Linked DNA regions of Mus musculus: region 1 is linked to region 2. The links are chromatin contacts, called in public Hi-C maps. All regions are on one chromosome and are shown on one strand. The core of a region is the stretch at or near the end of the contact, and the rest is flanking DNA. Distances in the headings are between cores, read along the strand shown.

Region 1 (4,678 bases), core at 2,141-4,640, 140 kb after region 2:
GCCCCTGTGTCCACCAAGAATTGAGTGTGTTTCCCCTCCACTCTCAGAGTTACCCTAGGTTCAGGTAGGGGGTGTGAACCCCATCCTCCCTAGTCGCTGTATCCCCCCAAAGCTAACACCTTTGCTGTTTGGGGGTGCTTTGCCCAAGGCCTGGGATTTCCTGCCCCCAGATTCCATTTGTTAGGGCACTCCAGGGCCTAGTGGCCCCTCTCCTTGCAATATGCACACTGGTCCTCCAGACTCCATATAGTCACCATGTTAAGGCACATCTGCCCTCTACAATTGACCACATCAGACCAGAGACTTTTCAGCCAACTCTATGCTTGTGAGCCAAAAGTGAAAGTGAAAGACAGAGAAACAAACACAGACAAACAAAGTAGGCACATGTTGCCAAGCTCAGTCTTTTTCCCTCCAATCAGTCTCCTCAAATCCCAGACAAGCCCCCAAATGTAAGACCATGACCCTCAGTCAGTAGTACTTACTTCAAGACACCCCCAAGTGAGACACTGAGATGCAAATTGATACAAAAGCAAGAGGTTTATTTTCCAGTGCATCGAGATGAGAAGGTGACCCAAAGATTTGATCTTAATGGCTGTATAAATCTGTCAGGCAAGGCTATCTAGGTCCTTCCATGCCATGTAAAGTCTTTGAACTTTTTCTTGTTGCTGATGAACACCTCTGACACCCTTCTAATAGAACAGTGAAGAGCACTGACAAGTTTCAAGAAGCACAACAGGAAGTGGAACCAGAATTGGAGTGAGAAGAGAGAAGAGATGGGAAGGCCAGTCATAATAAGGATGTGATAACAGCCTGATCAAAGAACAGCAAGGAGCTGAAGGAAGACAGAATAATAGAACATAAACATCAACTTAAAGATCAATCAGAAATAAACAGGAAAGAGTGGGGATACCAGCTATAAGTAAGTATGTCAGTGTATTGGTGGAGGTTGAGGAATGTCATTACCTTGGTTCATTCTTACAAGCCATGAAACCTATATATCTAGGGCAATTCAAGAAGAAAGGAATATTTTAAGTTATATAATAATTTACAAAATCTTTAGGAGAGCCAGAGAACCAGGTTTAGAAATGTTCCAGACAAAATTAGACTTTAATTTCATCAACTGAAACTGTTCACAACTAGGCTTAGGCACTTCAGTATCTGGGTATTGGCTTCCTATTGCTGCTATGGTCTCAGGAGCTGCTGTGCTGCTCCTGTGCTAGTTTAAAGCAACACAGGGTCATTCTTACAGAAGTCTCTGTACATATTTCATTACCAAGGCTGGGCCGTGGCTCAGTGGTAGAGCTCTTACCTAATATACATGAAATCCTTGGGTCATTCTTCAATAGTACCAAATAAAGTAAACAAATTTTAAAAGGTTTTGTGAGGGTTACAGTCTTTTTCAGACAGTTCTGGGTGCATAGGATTTTCTTTGCCTTATCTAGGTCTTAAGGGATGCTGGCATCCTTCTTTTATCAGTGCCACCCAGATAATACAGTAGAGCCTCTCAACCCCCAAATCCTCACCTTTGTCTATTTGAAGTACATATTCTGGTACTGGGGAAACTTGGACATGGATCTCTTTGGGAAGTCAATGTTCTACTTCCCATGGTACTTCAATTAATCTCTCCAACTCCAAGATCAGGATACTCCCTGCCTGTTCCTGAATTGCTGGATGTCACAGTACCCAGAGTAGCTGCAGCACAAGCACGTGTCTTCATTTCCATAGTTTCCAAATCCCAGCCTTGTGTGGTTGACTGTAGTCAGGGAGTCTAGATCACATGAAAATAGCTGCGAGGGAAGCTAGAAAAGCAACATCTAACTTCTTCCTCAGGGATGAACAGGCCCCATGCCTTACACTTACCTAGGTTTATTTTATTTCCTGATTCCTGGATTTTTTTTGTCTTTGTTTTTGTCTTGGTTTGGTTGGGTGGTGATCAGTATAACTTGTCCACATTCTGACCAGAATCTGATTTTTATCTCCTGCTTGCTGCCACGTCAGAGGACTTGGTATGTTTTTTGTTTTCAGTAATACATTCATCTGATCAACAGTTCTGTGCTGATCCATATGACAATTCCAAGTGTTGGCTGGCTGGACATTAATGAAATTATATAGGAACTAAGCTATTCAACTCCACTTCCCCCTTTTCTATATGCAGTTCTGTCTAAATTCTTACTGTTGCCAGAGAAGCCTTGACTCATGGCTCCAGGTTGTCACCCTTGCACAAAGATAGTGGCAGGGTGCTCTGGGGAAAGGATCAGGGCCACATTGGCCTACTTTTCTCCAAATTATTCAAAGAACAACATGTCTACATGTACCTATGAAACACTACTTTTCAAAGCATGGCTCCAGTGCAGTAAACACACATTTTCTTTACTTCTTTTCTTTCTTTCTTTCTTTCTTTCTTTCTTTCTTTCTTTCTTTCTTTCTTTCTTTCTTTCTTTCTTTCTTTCTTTCTTTCTTTCTGATTTATTATATGTATGAGTATACGGTTGCTATATTCTGACACACCAGAAAAGGGCATCAGATCTCATTACAGATGGTAATGAGCCACCATGTGGTTGCTGAGAATTGAACTAGGGGTCTCTGGAAGAGCAGATAGTGCTCTTAGGTGCTGAGCCATCTCTCCAGCCCAACATACATTTTTCAAGCTACAAAAACAAGGCCATTTAACTTTGACATACTACAACCTTTTGTTCTGATCAGTGCTTGATATGACACAGGTTTCTTGAGTGACCCCAGCAGCATTTTAACTTTCAGATATATTTTTAGAAGGGAAAACAACGTTTGTCATGTCCAAAGAACCATGGGTAAAACAACAGATGAGTTTGTACCTTAAAAGTTGCACTTTTTAAACTTTTAAAGCTATCATGGACCAAAGAACTATGTGTGTGTGTGTGTGTGTATGTGTGTGTGTGTGTGTGTGTGTGTGTGTATACATGCTTGTATGCATGTGTATACACACACACACATACACACATACATACATACATACATACATACATACATAAGATGGTAGTAATGATAGGAAAGCGGAATACAGGAAGCTGCAAAAACAACAAAATTCTTAGCATTTTAATGGCTTTATCCAATCAGTATTCACCCCAAATACTAAAAAATAACTCTACAGCACACGCAGGCGTTTGCTTCTCTTTCTTCTCAGACAGCACCCCTAACCATCCCTAAACTGCTTTCCTTTTGTTCTGAGTTGCTCACTAAGCTGCATAAGGAGAAGGAGAATCTTTATGAGCAGGTGTTGCAATCAAATAAAACTGACAACAAAAGAAATGGTGGCAGATAATCACGAGAGGGGCAATCCAGCCTGGAGGATGATCAGCCGAGGATGCTAAGCAGCAGAGCCCATAAATGACTGTAATTACTTGTCTTTTAACACAGCCAAACCATCTCGCTCTACCTCTTAGAAATGCTCCAGGATCTAAAAATAGACTATGCACAGCATCTCATTCACATGGAATTCAGCTTAAGTCCTTCTCCAAAGCGACTTAGTTTTGGTCCTGAGTCTCCACTCTTTCTGTCCCTTCCCCCTCTGCAGCCCACTGAGCCAGTTGCTTCGTTGTCCAGTTTTTCTCATCAGAAGACAAAAGCTTGCATCCCCTCCCCATGCCCACCAACATACTACAGTGTGTAATATGCACTTTCCTAAGATTCTGTAATGGAAGCTCTCCAGCCCTGTAGAGATCAGCTGGACCCAGGAACCCTTGTGGCTAAGAACTAGGGGTTAAAAGCTGAGATGGGAGGGGAGTGGACAGGGGCTCTAAAGTTTGTTTTCCATGGTGTTTTGCCTTGACAGTGAGGGAGGGGCTTAACAAGAGCATGGAAAGTAAGTGGCAGCCCCAGCTGGCTGGCAGGCCTGTGTCCTATCATAGCATTAACCTTTGTGACCCCAATGCATGCCATAGGACAATTAAGGCCAGCACAACTGGCCCTAAACTCTTAGTACATGCTTTTCTACACATAGCTCATCCAGAGAGCTATGGAATTCCAGCGAAACCAACCATTTCCACGACTGCCACCACCCCCACAAAGAATTCTGTTAGAAACAGGCAATAGGTTGAATTACTGAATGCTTGCAGCAGAGCCCAGGGAGGAGTTACAAGACAGCTCAGCACCTCCCTTGGAAGTGCAGAAATGTCATCTTCTACCTCCACCCATCCGTCCTGGCGTGTTTTCATACCTTCTCTGTTCTACCTCACTCCCACCCTCTCTCTGGACCTTCAGTCCCTGGAAGTGCCATTTCAAAGGCAGCCACTAGACTTGGAAACAAGAGAAGGCTTGGGAATGCTAAGGATACACAACAAAGACTTTTGTGATTTTTGTGCCCAGATCTCTAACTACTAAGCTCTTCTCTCTGACCTGGACACGGGTCTCCTTTGGTGTCTCAGAGTCTGAAGGCATAGAGTAGTTCTAAAAATCCTCCTGGGACTCTCCCCTTTCTCCTCAGGGAAGCTGGCCATAGATAATGGTACTATCAGCCTCTCTGAGATCTCCTTTGATCATGATGTGAACCATTATCTGTGAGTACCATGTGTCCCCTTCCTGAAACCTCCATTCTCGTTTGTCACTGTTGCCATCCCTTCTCTGGCAACAGAGCACCTGGCCCTGCTCTTCCTGTTAGCTCCGTACTGTGAAAGCATATCATCCAGATCCTACAAAGGTCAGG
Region 2 (4,442 bases), core at 1,871-4,370:
TGGGACCAACTGTTGAAGCAGATGGGCCTGTAGGAGATATTTCACATTAAACAGTCACATGTGTTATTTGATTCAAGGATATAAAAGAGCCAACCTCTCTTGGAGGCTAAATTGTTATACTGAAGAACAAGATCTCCTTGATGATCTAGGATGACATAAGGGAAACTTAGAAAGAGCCTGATGGATCCTCAAAGCTAAGGAGATAGAATTGGGGGTCTGGGGGAAACTCAAGTTCATGTAGCAGAATACGGGAGAGACAAAAAAAAGTGGAGAATCCATGTTTGCCTGTGAGAGCATTGGTCAATACTCACTTGAGAGGAGAGCTGGAGAAGAGCCTTCTGAAATGACTACAAGCTGCAGTGTTCACACCATGTACACGAGTACAGCTCACACCATGCCATGACAGTGCAGCTCACACCACGCACACACACACAAGGGCAGATCACACTATGCACACTGGTGCTTACACCACACACACCAGTACAGCACATTCCTAGCAGCCATGCAGGAAAACTGTAATTTGCTGGCATTCAGAAGATTAATTAGAATGGCTTTCCCTTCCATCATAGAGGAGTAATTCTCTCTAGACCATGGGTTTCTCTTATCCAGATGATAAACCTTTAGAGAAAGACCTGTCTAAAAAGAGAAAAAATATATTTATCTACATGTGTATGTGTCTGTAGGTGTGTATGATTGTTTGATGTGGGTGGGTGTACATGTGTACGTGGAGGCGTGTGTGTGTGTGTGTGTGTGTGTGTGTGTGTGTGTGTGTGTGTGTGTGTGTGTGAGTGTGCATTTATGCCGGTATCATTCTGTACCTTTACATACTGAGTCAGTGCCTCTCTCTTGAACCCAGAGCTTGCTGTTTCACAGGGCAAGAGCTGTGGGGATTGCCAAAGTACAGCAGAGCACACTTTAAAACCACCACAACTCCATCAAGCACATAGTTTTAAAAAGTAAGACCTTAATATTATTGGGTGACCTATCAGGTCATATGACTAAATTAAACTAATTCTTTCATACTCTGAACGTTGCTATTCTTTTTATGGGGGAGAAAAGATGATGTTTTATTCCTGTAAGTGGTTGAAAAGGGCACTGTATTTTTTGTTAACTTGATACAAGCTAGGGTCATTTAGAAAGCTATAACTTTAATCAAGAAACTACCACAAGATTGACAAGTCTGTGGGGCACTTTATTAATTGATGTGAGAGGGACCAGCTGACTGTAGGGTCTGCTGCTCTTGGGCAAGTGCTCATGGGTGATATGAGTAAGCCATGGGAAGGAAGCCAATATGCATCATCCCTTCATGGCTTCTGCATTAGTTCCTGCCTCCAGGTTCCTGCTCTGAACATCTGCCCTGACTTCCCTTCACCATGAACTGTACACTGTAAAGTGGAAATAACCCTTTCCTCCCGAAGTTGCTCTTGGTCATGGTGTTTATCACAGCAAAAGAAGAACAAATTAACATAAAAGACAGCTACTGATCGTGTAGTTTTATTCACCCAAGCCAAGAAGGTAAGAATTGAGCCACCACTGCCACATTAAGTTGGATATCAAGCCTTGAAAGCCTGGGTTTGTTTTATTTTGCAGTTGCAAGGTTACAAATTCATTCAGATCCATTGTGTTGGCCTTGTACCAACACTGAAGCTGACAGTAGTTTCCTCTCTTCTGTCAGGCCTTGGAGATTTGATATGAATGAAAACTGTAAGAACAAGTCTCTACCTAACCCAGGTTGCTGTGAGGCAGAGAACCCTGGATGAAGCCAGTGTCAAACACCTGATAGGATGGCAAGGACTTAGGGGACAAGTGAGAAGGAGAATACCCTCAACTCAGAGTCGCTGCATAGGATAGCAAGGAGAGCTCCTTCAAAGTGAAACAGACAATGTGTCTCAAGGGACTCAAAGAATCCTACTATCAACAAGGAAACTCCAATAGATTCCCTCAAGCTTTTCATCGACAGCCAGAGAATTGTAGCTAAGACAGAAAACAGTAAATGGAGGAAGTCGATGTGATTGGAAATGAGGGGTAGATGGGTGGTTCAGATATTCCTTTAGTTTTTTCCTTTCCTTTGAAGTGTTTATTTTTTATTTTAATTTAGGTATTTTATTTAATATTCATACATGCATATAATGCGCCTGGATCAGACCCATTGCCTAGTCCCTTCTCTCCAATCCATCCCTTACCAACACTTTCCCTCCCAATGCCATGTTCTCTCTTTCTCTTTGAGACAAGGTCTCTATGTAGACCAGGCTAGCCTTGAAGTCATAGAGATCTGTCTGCCTCTGCCTCCTGAGTTCCGGGATTAAAGGCATGTACTCCTACACCTAGCTCTCCTTTTCTTAATGGACACTTGAAGCTCCCTGTTTATGCATGGGTGTGGAACATCTAGTGGGGCATAGGAAGTGTCTTAGAGCCCTTATCCTTTCTCTTCCCCAGTAATTCTCAAATGCCAGGAGTTCCTCAGGTGGAGGTAGACCCTTAGGGTCCCTTTCCCTCTAGCCTGGGATTTTGGCTGGCTTGCTCTTGTATAATTCTTGTTTGTACAGTCCCAGTGGCTGTGAATTCATAAGTGCAATGGTCCTTACTACTCTGTTTTTTATACCCAGAGGGTACAGACCCAGGAGCCTCAAGGCCACTCTGATTCTCTAGCTTGTCTCAGTGATGTGGCCTTGAGGATCTCGGCACTCTGTGTTCAGGAATGTATTTGGGAAATTATCATCCTGATGATAATCTTTTACAGATATCAAACTTGTATTTAGTTATATGGATGAGCCCATCACAAGGAATAGTGGCACCTAATTTTAGTGCCCCTGTTTACTGGTCTGTGATTTTATTCACATCCATAGAGGAAAAACAACAGGGTAAGGTGTTTAGTGGAAGCATCCCAGTGGGTTATTTTGTAGTGAATGAAAGGAAGGCAGAGGAAGAGTTCAGCAAACCAAGATGACTTGCTGAGGCTACACTGGTGCTGACCTGGAGGAGAGCAGTCACATTTACACACGGAGGCAGCAGTTATTTGCATCCCAGACTGCTTCTTTGTTAGTGCCAGCCTGCAGTAAGTGGGGAGGAAATGCACAATGGAAAATGCTCTGTTTCTGATTCACACCATTGGACGCTGTATTCCATTCTCGTGGAATGCAGGTTTTGGAAATTCCACAAGTGTACCCTCATCTCGAGAATGTAAAAGGCGGTTTTATGTGGATATCAAGCACATAGATCATCGAAATTGGTATTTGAGGTTTGCATACTAGAGGATTTTTTTCTTTTTTTAACTTGAAGCCTGCTTCTTCAGAACTAGAAGGCAACGCCTTGGGATTTTGCAGTTGTTTACATGGTACGTGTGTGTATGTGCCACAGCTCCTTCAAGTGAAAATTATGAAATAAATTTAAATGTGGAGCTGGTAGTGAATCTTTGTTTCTACTCCTACCCTTCATTTTGAACGTCTAGTTTTATCAAGCTTTGGTAATACTAAGGTGCTATTGTTAAAGTACCCTTATCATTTTATACTTACTGACTTGGAAATGGCTAGGAGTAAGTAGTATTGGTATGTAAGTATAAGAACAAGGGAATTTTTATTTAGATTTATCTTTTTATGCATTTTAGTGCTATTTTATAAGATAGAACACACAAATCCATCAGAGTTTTCTACATAAAAATTTGTATTTTTCTTTTTAATATTCAAGACATTTCCATTAGCAAACAAAACATGGCAGCTTCTACTATATAGTGGCTTAGTTCTTTGAAACTGTTCACAATTTCTTTTAAGATTTATTTTAAACTTCTTTAGCCTGTGATTAAATTCTCTTTATATTTCAAGCTACCAAAGTCCCAGCTTCTCTCTCTCTCCCTACCTTCTTTCTCTCTCTTGCTCCTTCCTTTTATTGCGCACTTCCAGATTTTAGTGACATATCTACATCATTGTCCCAGCCTTCATCCCAGCCACATGGTTTTCCAGAGTCCTGATGTCCATGTCTGTCTTCTAGTGTGAGCGCTGGCCTGTTTTCCAAATGTCCAAATCATAGTTGGACAGGTCTAGAAGTTTAATTGAAGACATACAGGGAGTTCTGTGAAAATGAAAAAAGGCATAGTTCATAGCACAAAGGTGGTACTGTGGCTCAAGGGCCAAACCTCAACTTCTGAATTTTGTGCACCCACCTTAGCTCCCTGCTCTGTCATCTGACATACAGCTCTTTCCCTGAAGGAACTCTAGTCATCCTCCTTCAGAGAATTGGTCTCCTGTTCTCTTCTTAGCAAAAAGTGTCCCACAGTATTGTCAACTTCCTAAAAAGGAAATACCTGCCATGAAAAAGTGTGAGCTCAGTCCTCCAAAGGCTGGTCTCAAATAACTGTCTGAGCTAAGTGGCTCCTGTCCATAGTAAGGGATATAACGTTTTCTCTACTTCTATAAGGCTATAGTCATTCTAAGCATGCATTCCATTTA

The links. A called contact is a pair of places that touch in the nucleus more often than the background predicts.
Region 1: a Hi-C map of the C2C12 cell line shows a contact between it and region 2, with 1.8 times the contacts expected there. The contact joins two enhancer-like sites. A contact is called at or near these places in 1 of 15 datasets of contacts at CTCF or cohesin (the NIH/3T3 cell line) and 5 of 484 Hi-C or Micro-C datasets (the C2C12 cell line, embryonic fibroblasts, granulocyte-monocyte progenitors and 2 more).

Annotation. Positions count from the first base shown.
Region 1 is chr17:79,560,056-79,564,733 of GRCm38.p6, forward strand. No RefSeq gene overlaps it. Among named protein-coding and RNA genes, the nearest start is that of Gm10494, 52 kb to the left of the region's middle. Within about 2 kb of position 3,391, at least 22 of the 459 cell types and tissues checked have an H3K27ac peak or open chromatin away from gene starts, as enhancers often do. A contact at or near this core is called in the C2C12 cell line and embryonic fibroblasts, where this site is marked.
Region 2 is chr17:79,418,706-79,423,147 of GRCm38.p6, forward strand. No RefSeq gene overlaps it. Among named protein-coding and RNA genes, the nearest start is that of Gm32954, 31 kb to the right of the region's middle. Within about 2 kb of position 3,121, at least 18 of the 459 cell types and tissues checked have an H3K27ac peak or open chromatin away from gene starts, as enhancers often do. A contact at or near this core is called in the C2C12 cell line and embryonic fibroblasts, where this site is marked.